Regions from separate parts of the Oryctolagus cuniculus genome. Here region 2 is linked to region 1. The links are chromatin contacts, called in public Micro-C maps. All regions are on one chromosome and are shown on one strand. The core of a region is the stretch at or near the end of the contact, and the rest is flanking DNA. Distances in the headings are between cores, read along the strand shown. Region 1 overlaps AUTS2 (activator of transcription and developmental regulator AUTS2). Region 2 overlaps AUTS2 (activator of transcription and developmental regulator AUTS2).

Evidence for each region. Hi-C and Micro-C count contacts between places; a contact is called where the count stands out from the background.
Region 2: a Micro-C map of ear pinna shows a contact between it and region 1, with 4 times the contacts expected there. The contact joins two enhancer-like sites. A contact is called at or near these places in 3 of 6 Hi-C or Micro-C datasets (ear pinna, psoas muscle and skin fibroblasts).

Annotation. Positions count from the first base shown.
Region 1 is chr19:46,773,987-46,779,859 of mOryCun1.1, reverse strand. It overlaps AUTS2 (activator of transcription and developmental regulator AUTS2), which reads left to right. Exons shown (of 17, transcript XM_051847927.2): 6 at 5,794-5,845. Among named protein-coding and RNA genes, the nearest start is that of GALNT17, 330 kb to the right of the region's middle. Within about 2 kb of position 2,094, at least 5 of the 8 cell types and tissues checked have an H3K27ac peak or open chromatin away from gene starts, as enhancers often do. A contact at or near this core is called in ear pinna, where this site is marked.
Region 2 is chr19:46,857,992-46,863,864 of mOryCun1.1, reverse strand. All of the region lies in intron 5 of AUTS2 (activator of transcription and developmental regulator AUTS2), which reads left to right. Among named protein-coding and RNA genes, the nearest start is that of GALNT17, 410 kb to the right of the region's middle. Within about 2 kb of position 2,219, at least 4 of the 8 cell types and tissues checked have an H3K27ac peak or open chromatin away from gene starts, as enhancers often do. A contact at or near this core is called in ear pinna, where this site is marked.

The DNA of each region.
Region 1 (5,873 bases), core at 845-3,344:
TTCATTCCTTGAGAGGTTTTTCAGGGTGCCATGAAATCAGAGTGTGATGAATATGCAACTTCAAAGAGGTAAGGAATGGATACCATACCTTTAAAGCAGCCTCGTCCGTGTCATTGGGATGTGGTGTTCAGCTCTCCCAAGCCCCACTGCTGGTGACGGTGGCATTGGAAGCTTCCGTCTCTCCCCTCCTCAGTGCACTGGCTGTGGCTGTTGCAACCTACCCCTGCTTTCCCTCTGCGGTGGCTTTTCCTGTTCACCAAGGAGGAACCTGCTCCGGCTGCAGATGTGTATCTAAAGCTCCGGCGGTTTTCTGTCCTCGGCGGTTTTCTGTCCTCGTATGGCCTGGTGGTACCTTTCCCCTAGTGGCTGTGGTTAGGAGAGAAAAGGAGACCAGCGTTCCACCAAGGGAGCCCACCAGGCAGGGCAGCGGGAGCTGGGTGGGTTCTGGTGGAAGCAGGGTGCAGGGGCCCACTGGGGGTCCATTTGTGGTCCTTTGGCCCATTGCACGAGGCGCTGCAGTGGATGATAAAGGAAAAGAAGGCAGAATACAACTGCTGCCCACATAGGAGGTGTGGGTCTTACTCTCATCCTTTGGTGGAAGGCAGGGGACCCAAGTGGGCTCCACTTTGTGGATGGGAAGTGTACCAACGGTAGAGGACTTGAGGAACTGGGAAGAGGGGAGGATTTCTAAATGTACTGGACTTCTCATAAACGCTGACCACCTGAGCGGTGGGGGCAGGGTTAGATGAAGACCCTTCTGTTTAATACCTAGACTGTGATCTTGTGCGCACGCCCACCCCCTCCCCAGGTGCCACAATGTAATCATCTTGTGCTAAGCGCCCCCCCCCCGAGTGCCAGGACTCTGACATATCTGACTCCCATCGACCCCTCACAACTGCCCAGTGAGCCAGCTTTTTGCAGATGTGACCGGCCTAGCCGCAGTTCACCCCCGGGCCGCGGGCCTAGTGGCCTTTCCCTGCCACGGCGACCGCGGGGAAGGCGCGGAGGTTTGCAGTTCCCGCCGCGCATCCGCCCGCGGGGAAGGCAGCCTCGGGGCCCAAGGGCCTGAGCGGCGCGGGGAGCAACAGCTGTCCATGTCGCGCCCGGGGACTGCGCCCCCGCGGGGCCGACCCGGCGCCGGGGCCGAGAGGAGGGGCGGCGCGGGGCGGGGCGCGCGGGGCGGGGCGGCACGGAGGAGGGGCGGTGGCACGGGCGGCTCGGGCTCCGCGCGCCGAGGAAGTCCCGCTCCGAGATCTGCGAGCGTCTGGAAGAGGCGCGCTCGGCGCAGTCGGGGAGCGAAGTCTGGAGCCCGGCGCCCCCTCCCTCCCGCCGCCGCCGCCGCCCCCTCCTGCCACCGTCCAGCCCGGGAGCCCGCGGCGCCGGCGGCGGCCGCCGATGGAGTTCACTTGAGCCGTGAAGCGGCGGGAGAAGCAGGCGCCCGCCAGCGGAGCTCGGGCCGGAGCTGAGCCAGCCCCGGGCGCTCGCCCACCTGCCCGCGAGCTCTGGCCAGCAGGCGCCGGCGGCCCCGCGCAGCCCGCCCGGCGCCCCGGCCGCTGCAGCGCCTCCCGCCGCCTCGCGCCGGCGAGGTCGACACAAAATCAAAGACTCCCGGAGCGTCCCCCTCCAGCGCCGCTGCGACGGCGGCGGGCCCGGGACCAGCCAGCCCGCGGCGCTGCTGGAGAGGCGGGACCCGCTGTCGGGGAGCCCGAGGCGGCCGCCGGGGAGCAGCCGCCGCCGCCGCCGCCGCGCGCCCTCCTCCTCCTCCTTCTCCTCCTCCTCCTCCTCCCTCCTCCCTCCCTCCGCACATGGTCTCCTTTGTCCTGTCGCCGCCGCCGCCGCCTCGCTCCTAGCTCCGCGCGCCGCGGCGGCGGCTCGGGCCGCACCTCTCCACCTCGCCCGCCAGCTTCCCGGCCCGGGACGCGCCTCGCGAGCCCCCCGCCGCGCCGCCCGGCCCCGTGCGCCGCAGGAGCGGCAGGGAGGCAGCCGGCGAGCGCGGGCCGGGCGCCCTCCCGCCGCCCGCCTGGACTCGGCCGCACTGGATGTGTGCGCGCGGCGCTGGCTCTCGGCCGCCCGAAGGCTGCTGCGACTCCGGTTCGGATTTGGTTCGCTTGCATCCGCTCTCAGACTTTGGCGAGGAAGACTCTTGGCGGACCGAGCCGGGTTGGAGTTGGGCGTTTTCTCTCCGTGCGCTTTGGTGTTTTCCCCCTGGTTTCTGATGATCACCCATCGAGAGCCCTGCCAAGGACCCAAACCATGAACTTGGGGCTGACAGGACCGCTTAACCCTTTGCGACCAGGTAATGCAGCCCCCGGGGGCGCGGCTCGCTCGCCGCCCTCGGTCGGAAGCGAGGCGGCTGGGTCGGGGGTCTTTTGTTGCGGCGGCCAGGCCCGCGGGCAGGGGTGGCAGGGGCGGGCTCCTCGCGTCTGGCGCGCCCGAGCCCCCTCCGTCCCCCTCCTCCTCCTCTCCCTGCCCCCCCCCCCCCCTCGGCGGCCCCGTCGCCGCCTTTGTACTTTCCTTCCTCGGCCGGCCGGGCTTGGCCCGGGAGCGGTGGCGCGGGGCCCGGAGCAGCGCGGTGGTGCCCGGGAGGGCCCAGGGGCCGGAGGCGAGTCCAGCGGGGCTCTGCCGGATCCGGGACCGGGCCGGGTCGAGGCCTGCGCCCGCCCGCCGCGGGCTGGGGGCCCCGGGGCGCTGCACGGCTGGCTGGTGTCCGGGGTCGGGGGTCGGGGTCCCAGTCGGCACGCGGTGCCGAGGGAAGCAAAAGGGAATCCGGGCTCGGATCGGCAGCTGGTCAAGGAAGTCGTGCTTAAGTTTCGAGAAGGTTTCTCTTCGCCTGTTCGAAAGTCCCTCTTGCAGCCGGGGCGGGGGCGGGGGGCGGCCCTCGGGGTCTGCATCCGGAGGGGATGGAGGTGGCCGGGCTCTGCGCCCAGGGCTTTCTCACTCCCTTCGCCCGCCGCGTTTCCTTTGGCTAGTCGGCTTGACTGAACTTTTCCGCAGACGCCAACTACGCCTTGCAGTGTTTTTTTTTTTTTTTTTTTTTTTTTTTTTTAATTATGAAAAGCTAAAAGAGAGCTTTGTTTCTCTGTCAATCCTCGATGCAGTCTCTCCGTGCCCTTAACGCTCCGACACCGAGCGAGGGGCAAAGAGCAAAAAAGGCCAAAGAAAGCGTCAGGTCCGCGGCGGGTCCAGGCGCCCCGCGCTCGCCTGCAGATTCGGCTCCGCGCGCCCTTCAGCCCTTCCCGATTCAACAGAAAAAGAAAAAAAAATAAATAAATAAAAATACAGGTAATAGGAGGAAATGCAGAATTTAAAAAAAATAGCGTAATGGATATGGAAACGTCCCCAAGATGAAGAGCCGAGGAGGCAGATAATTGGTACAAATATTTTGGAGGCTTAACTAGAAGGGAAGTTCATTGAGGAAAAGCAGAGGGGGATATCCGTGTGGCTTCCACTGAAGACCCTCCGCGAAGGAGCGCCTGTCCGACCCCTGACTGCGCTCTGGGCGCGCTCCTGAATCCATTATTAAGTGCAACCAAAGTCGCGGCGCCGACTCCTCTTGGGGAGTTTGAGCTTGGAGGCCTCCTGGAGCCGCCCTCTGCCCCCCGTTGCAGGCGGCGTCATTTCTAGCTTTGTGACACCTATCAGTGAATTAAAGGGCCCAGGACGCTTTTGCTAGAACACATGCTCCCAAGCCAGACCCATTTCCTCAATAACTTCACTGCTTGGCACGGTGGGAATCACATCCTCGGGTTTGCTTGGGGACGTCAGGATCACTTCACTGTCTGGTGACACTACCTTGCCGAGCCCCAGCGGAGCTGACAAAGGTGGCACTCCCGAGGAGGAAGGCCTGCGCGCCCGCAGCCTCCGAGCAGAGCTGTACCTTCCTGGTGCACACACACTCTCTGTGCAAATGCAAACTTCCCTTCCCCTGCCTATCTCTGCCTTTTGCATTGAGTGGACAGTAATTTGTTTTCCTTTCTTCGTGCCACTTAGACCTGCTTTTTTTTTTTTTTAATAAGTAATCCCTAAATGGTTGCTTCAGTTTGGTAAAATGATTTCATAAGCACTTTTTCTTTCACAAATACCAGCTTGAGTTTAATTTTTAAACCATGAATGTAACAGTTATTCTAAGAATACTTTTCTGAGGGATACTTTTTTTTTAATTGAAGAATGGTGAAATATTCATCTAGAAGTTTTTAGCTGGAAAACTCTGATTCCTAGAAATCTTAGTTAATATATCAGTATAGCGGCGCCATTGGTGTAATTTTTGGCTTTTTTAACTCAGCATTCGTTTGCCATTTCATCTATAACGCGTTTCTCCCTGCCCATGCAGCACTCTCTGTGGTTTGTTTTTTAGGAAAAGCTACTAAAATACATACTTTTATTTACTTTAGTTCAAGACATCAGGAAAGAAGGCCTTCAGTGTTTTGTTGTTGTTGTTTTAATTCCTGCAAAGTAGGAGGGAAAAAAAAAATCTATGAAGGATTTATTTTGAAACGTGTATAAATGCATGCAGTTTAATACTTGTTTGGCACATCCATTTTTTCTCTCGATCTGTTTATGTTTGGAGCCAACTCTCCAGAAGGCAGATCAGAATTAAAATAAAGAGGAACGTAGCAGTAATAAAAATACTTTGTGTCTTTCTCTATTACTTGCATTGAGGACTAGAACTCACCCCCCACCATGTGCATGGGAGTATTCCATCTTGGTCACTCTAAGGTAGAAGACTCAACTGAATATCTCCTTTGTCCCCAAAGCCATCTCCAGAGTCCGAATACGCTGTAGTTTGGATACCCCCCAACCCACTGCCTACATTTCTGTCTCCCGTATTTATTCGACATTCTATGCTTTGCTTTGTCAGGATATGCATCTCTGTGTGTATAGTGTGACAGAGAAGTGATGTCTTGCAGAGATGTCTAGCAAAAGCAGCATCAATACAGCTGAGCCATTGTAACCTGAAATGCAGAGGGACCTGCGAATTACATAGCTGGGGATACCTAATTTTTAATCTTCCAAGTTCTAGAAATATCCAGTGTTTCTGAAACATCACAGCAGTTTCCTCCAAACCGACTTTGTATTTATTCTCCACAACCTGAGTGCATCATTTGAATTGGCTTTAGCCTTGCTGTTTAAACAGGCTTATTTCCCCCTCGTGAAGCCGCTGGTGTAATTAGACAGGGTCTCTAGAAGATGGAAAGGCAACAACGCTGGAAGCAGGCATGGTGGCCGGTGTGCGGGCAGGCTCGGCAGCTCACAGCCCTGTGAACACCAAGGCTGTCCTGGTAACTGTGTGGAGCAAGGCTCTTAGGGTCATCAAATGAATCTTTGAACCAAATTGATTCTGGGAGCGCTGATCGACACTTAGCGAGGAAAAGCTTAGCACTGAATAATAGGCCTTTCTGATTTGCGAAAGAAAATTGAAAAATAGGCATGTCTTGCAAATACCCTGGAAAAAAAAAAAAAACGCCATTTCCAAAATAATGATCCGTCACCGGAATTGCAAAATGATTATGTGAATGAACTGAATTGCCTTGTGTATCATCTCCTAGAAATATGTTTTGCACAGATAATATGTCTAATAAGGACACATTTTTAAAATCAGATTTTTTTCCCCCCAGCAAATAACTGCACTGCAGGTCTTTCTCAAGCAGTCAACTAGCACCACCTTATGGATGATTTGGAGAAACTGCTGCTTGCCCTGTTAGGTTTTTTCAAAATGTAGTAAATTGATTTAAAATCCTAGTAATGACGATGATGAGGTCAGTAACGATACCTTTTCCCCTTCTTGTTTTTCAGGCTTCAGATGCTAGCTCTGAAAAACTCTTCAACACAGTTATCGTAAACAAAGGTAAGATCCTTGGTCCCTGTTCTTGCTT
Region 2 (5,873 bases), core at 970-3,469, 84 kb before region 1:
TTGTGTCTCGTGAGGAGTCCCTACAGAGATAGTTGGTCGCTACCTGTAATATCTCAAGCAGTAGCTACTCAGACCCGCGGTTCAGGAAGAGGTAGGGTCTTTGCTGCAGCAGAATGGGGTTCTGAACATAGAGATGGACTCTCGTAATAGTCCGAGAGCATGTTAGTACTGGGTGAGACTTGGCGATGACCTAGTATTGCCTTAAAGTTGAGGAAACTGAGGCCCAATAAATCTAACAAGACCTCCCGAGTCAGCACAGGGCCAAAACTCAAACCTCCTCGCTGTTGGTATCACACATGACCTTGCATTTCAAGGACACTAACAGATATCAAGTGTGGCAACACGTCCATCTTGATTTTCCTTTGGAAGGCTGAAAAACGAAATGATGCCATAAGTCGGCTGTAGCTGGGTTAAGATGTATTTCTTCTGCTCACCTCTCTCTCTCTCTCTTTTTTTTTTTTAAATCAAAGGGTATATCCCCAAGAACAGGATCTGCAGGGACAGATTGCTTAGCCCCTCATGACTCTGCCCTGGTGGTGGGTCATTAATGGTGTAGAAAATGAGGGCAGTGCTGGGCGGGCAGACCAGGGTGGGGTGCATGTCTCTTTAAGAGATTTATGTGGAGGTCTGAGCTGGGGAGACAGCCCGGTGGTACATCATCATGCAGGCGACATCAGAGACTTTCTTCTTCGCTTGGGTGCATTATCATAAAAAGTGATTTAGACTGGAGCTGATTGATGCAAATGGCCCTATGTTCTTTCCTATCATTAGCGGCCTCTTTCAGTGGCCAGAGGCAGTGATTAAAGCTGTCATTTGGAGCTGCTCATTAAAGACAAGCCCCAGAATAGCAAGAGAAAAAAAAAAAAAGGTTGGAGAGGCATATATGTACATGTGTGTGTGTATTTTTTTTCCCTTAAAAGTACATCATCTCTTTCTCGATTGAGCCACTGAAATCAAGTCTGTAGAGACATTTCCGCTGAGAATATAGAATGCTCTTTTGCAAGTAATATTAGATTTTCAGAGTGTCACAGTAGATCCTGATGACAGCTTGCCTACATATTATGAAAGGAGATGAGGAGGGTATTGTGTTAGGTGTGTTTTGTTAGGGATTGACCCCAGTGAGAACTCATTAAGTCTCCCTCCTCCCGGGCTGGGGACTTCAGAGGCCAGCCCCCTGGGAGCAGGGGGAGGATTACTGAGGGAGTTCGGTCTCCTTCAGTCCCGCTGGGACAGCGTTGGCCCCAGGGATGGACCAGGAGTAAGGACACCAGGGAGGGGGCTCTTTGCTGAGCTGTCGCACACCCCAAGTGAAGGCTAAGGTAGTGGGTGGGGGGCCAATTAGGGGACCACGGAAGTGAACTTGAGGAAGAAGCCATCTTTGTTTCTTCGAAAAACCATCTACAAGCCAGAGATACATCAGCTGGCTACTCCGCGCATCCTCTTTGGCCAGTTGATGTTTTTAAGGCCAAAATCCCACCCAACCTTTATCCAAGCCACTCTGTAGCACGCCTCAGAAATTCCTCAGGGAGGAACAAAGAGAGAAGAAATTATCAATTTAATTTCTCAGTCTAATGACCTGGTCTTATACATAAAATTTCAAATTACTATTTTTTTTTTTTTATGAAAGTAGGGACCGACATCAGTTATGCAACCACTACCGTCTCCATGACAACGCCTTGGCTGTGACAGCTCACATGACTTCACACAGTCACAGGGCCTTGAAATGAAGCAAAGGAAAGTTTGACTTTGTCTTGTGTAATTTCGTGGCTCCCCGGGACTGCCGTGGCGGGGCTCTGCGGAGGCATGGGGGTTCTTTCTGCTGTGGGCAGTAAATAGCGGGAAAGGAATTAAAGGAGTTTGCACTGCCACGGGCAGGAACTGCCAATGTGGTACAGAGAAAGCTCCCTGCGCAGGCTGGGAGCCAGCTGCTGGCTTTGGAGGCGTGGCCTCTGTCCTCCCCCTGCCGCCCCGCCCACCCCGCCGTGGCCTTCCCAAGCTTAGCCCACCGTTTCAGAGCCTATTAGTACTGATGCCGGCCGTGATGCGCCTCTCCCCGGGGAGCAGGGGCGCAGAACTGAACAGAGTCACTGGTAATCTGTGCTTACAGCCGGCCCCCCGGGGAGAAAGCCCGGCCAGCTGGCACTGTCGTGCTGAGCGCATTCACTTCCCCTGGCAGGCCCCAGCCTGGCAGGGGCCCAGAGGCCAGCCGGCTGTAGGGCCAGCCTGCACCAGCACCCCAGGCGGCCGAGCCCTGGAACACATGCATTGTTGCCTGCCCTGCAGACTGGACACTGGCTGAACTCACGGCGCAGACATTGCAGCTCATCTGATTGGGCCTTTCCAGGCAGCCAGCGTGGCTCTCTAGAAACATAAGCCACGAGTGCTAGACAAAGAACAGTTGGCCGGCCGCATGGGGCTTTCAAGTAGGACCACTTCCCCTTTGTTTTTTCTGTGTCCCAGGCTCTCCGGTCAGTGACACCAGGAAAATTCCCCTGGTGTGTCTGCTGTGGATGATGGGGTAGGGTCGTGGGTGTCTGCGGTGACAGAGCTGCAGTGAGGTAGGCTAGAATTCTTGGATTTGCATATACACGTTGGAAAATGCCTGCAGGGAAAGAATAAACAGGCTGATCTTTGGATCCCAAACTTGATGGGTTTCCTGGCCCCAGCATACCTTCCCAACACTCCGACTGCTAGATACAATTCCATTGCAGTGAGAGTCCCTCCCTGGACCCAGAGGCCGGGGGCCCAGGGAGCAGGGTCCCGAGAGGTGTCCCTGGGAAGCACCATCTTCTGTCCACTCACTCACATTTGGGAAGAACGTAGTTTTCTCCGTGGACATTCCAAGCCTAGGAAGATTTTCCAGCCCTGCCTCCCAGAAAGTACGTGCTGTAAGATTTGTGCCTTTTTTTTTTTAAATGAGGAATAGCATGTATTCCACCCAGGAGCCATCCTTACACCATCATGTATGTGGTCCCTGGTTGACTTAGATGGAGGGCAACAGGTGTACAAGGTTCCTAATATAATGTTGGGGACAAGGCATGTGGACAGCGTGCTTAGAAACTTTTCTTTTACTGGAAGTTATTCATTAAAGGGATTTCTCCAAAAGGAAAAAGGAAAGAGGGCATGCATAAATTGCTTTCTGTATACCTTCTTCAAAATGTCCCTATTCCATTCATCAGACCTCAGTGCCAAACGTATTAGTAATAATAAGCAGTAATACTAGCAAGCACTTTCTGTGTGATGAGCCCTGGGCTGAACTCTCACTCGGGGGACTTCCTTCTGCAGCCAGTGCGGAGAGGGAGGTGTGGCCACGAGTCCCATGTGGCAGGGGAGGTTAGCAGGCTGAGAGCCTTCTCGGCGTCACAGAACTGCCACTTGGAGGGCCCAGGATCAAACCGTGGCACCGCTCTCCCTGCCTCACGGTTAAGGATGTATTTGTCTCCAACCCTAGACAGAGCTGGTGTGACTGCCAGTGGACTCCACGGGCCCTGCTGTGTGGCCTTGCACTAATGGTGGGATTGTCTGATGATTCTGAGCTCCATGAAGGCAAGGTCTGTGTGCGTTTTACATCCGCTTCAGCCCCCAGTCCCTGATACCGTGCCCTGCGCACCACAGATGCCCCGTATATGGTTGCCGAACGGAAAAACTGGAGAAATGTGGACTTGTTTTTAGGCTTGAGCCGTAGGACTTGTTGCAGGGAGGAAGTGGGGGGATTATGGGTTAAGGTCCCAGAGGAGACCTTAAGCAACAGAGTTAAGAGCAGAGAATTTTCTTTAGCAGAAACCAGGCCCTTCCTCCATGGAGACCGGCGGTGGGGAGAGAAAAGAGGATCCAGCACTCATGGGCTGTGTCACCCAGGGGTGCTTTCCGCCCCAAGGAGCAGAAAGCTTGACCAGCTGTGTCTGAATCGATGGCGGTGCCTGCTTCCTCGCCTGACTGTGAGAAAGCTGTGGTTAGGTGGCTTCTGGTGTTGCTTTAGCAGGGTAAAGACTAGCATCTTGAAGACTTCCCAGGCCTTTACCTCAAGGTCACACTGTGTCTGCTGTAGCTCCTAGCGTCACGTCTGCCTTCAAGGAGAAGTCCTTGCTGTTCTTCAGACACTGGGTTTATGCGCCACCTGCTCTGTGGGCCTAGAGGACTGAGTCACTCCTGCCCATGTGACCGTGGGTGCACGAGGTGGTGGGACCAGAGCCTTTGGTGAGCTTACCTTTCTTGGGATGAGTCAGAAGACGCTATGTGTGGGTCCTGAGAGACCCGGCGGAGGGCAGGGGAGGAGGCCGAGTGGGGAGGAGAAGGCTTGGGAGTTTTGTTAAGTTTGGGGTCACAAAAGTTTTTTTTAAGATGTATTCATTTATGTGAAAGTCAGAGTTACACAGAGAGAGAAGGAGAGGCAGAGAGAGAGAGAGAGAGAGGTTTCCATCCGTTGGTTCACTCCCCAATTGGCTGCAAGGCCGGAGCTGTGCCAATCCGAAGCCAGGAGCCAGGAGCTTCTTGCAGGTCTCCCACGCGGGTGCAGGGGCCCGAGGACTTGGACTGCTTTTCCAGGCCACAGCAGAGAGCTGGATTGGAAATGGAGCTGCTGGGACTCGAACCGGCACCCATTTGGGATGCCGGCACTGCAGGTGGTGGCTTTACCCGCTACACCACAGCGCCAGCCCTGCCACTAAAGTTTTGTGAACTGCATTTTTACTGATATTTTCGTGTTTTCCTATGCTTTGTTCTCAAGCTACATCCTCCCCTCCCCCACCCCCAGGAAATTTACCCATTGGCACATCACACAGAAATTTTCCTCAATGCCAGCAGACATTTTTGTCCATTATCTCCATTTAAAATGATTGTCTTTTATGCTCATGATCTCTCGGAAATTTATTCCATGAAGTAAGTTAACTTGGAAAATAGGGACATAAACCTAAGCAAAAATAAATTCCGCCAGAGCTTTATAGAAACCTTCATAGGAGGCTTTGAGATCAACAAGTTTGTAGATTTTTCTCCCTTGTTCACCAGCCTCTTACATCTACCAGGCTTCTCACTCGCCAGTTAGCGGGCAGCTCCTCGCTGGTCGGGAGAACAAGACACTAATGAGTCTGATGGTGGCTGGGGCTGGTCCCTTGAGACTGGAGCAAGGCCAGGTAGCCTGGGCTCGCTGCCTCCTTGGACAGGTCACTTTATCTCTGTGGGGCTGTAAGAGGAGGAGGCCTGCTGCTTTCAAAGTCCCTGACACTCTCTCAAACCCCTGTGAGTCCAGCTGAAGCCCCAGCAGGGCTGGCCACTGGCCAGCAGCCTCCCCGGAGCCCCCAGCACCTCGGGCTCTGCTTCCCATCTCAGTTCTCCTCTGACCCTCATTAGCCAACAGGAAGAACCAATTCCAAGAAGGGCCCCCTTCCCTCCATGTTGGATGTGTCCTGTTAAGAAGTTACGTCTGGGGCTGGTGTTGTAGTGCAGTGGCTAAAGCCGCCGCCTGTGAGGCCTACCGGCACCCCACAGGGGCATCAGTTCGTGTCCCAGCTGCTCCACTTTTTTTTTTTTTTTTTTGACAGGCAGAGTGGACAGTGAGAGAGAGAGACAGAGAGAAAGGTCTTCCTTTGCCGTTGGTTCACCCTCCAATGGCTGGCGCGCTGCAGCCAGCACACTGCGCTGATCCGAAGGCAGGAGCCAAGTACTTATCCTGGTCTCCCATGGGATGCAGGGCCCAAGGACTCGGGCCATCCTCCACTGCACTCCCGGGCCACAGCAGAGAGCTGGCCTGGAAGAGGGGCAACCGGGACAGAATCCGGCGCCCCGACCGGGACTAGAACCCGGTGTGCCAGCGCCGCAAGGCGGAGGATTAGCCCAGTGAGCCGCGACGCCGGCAGAGCTGCTCCACTTCTGATGTA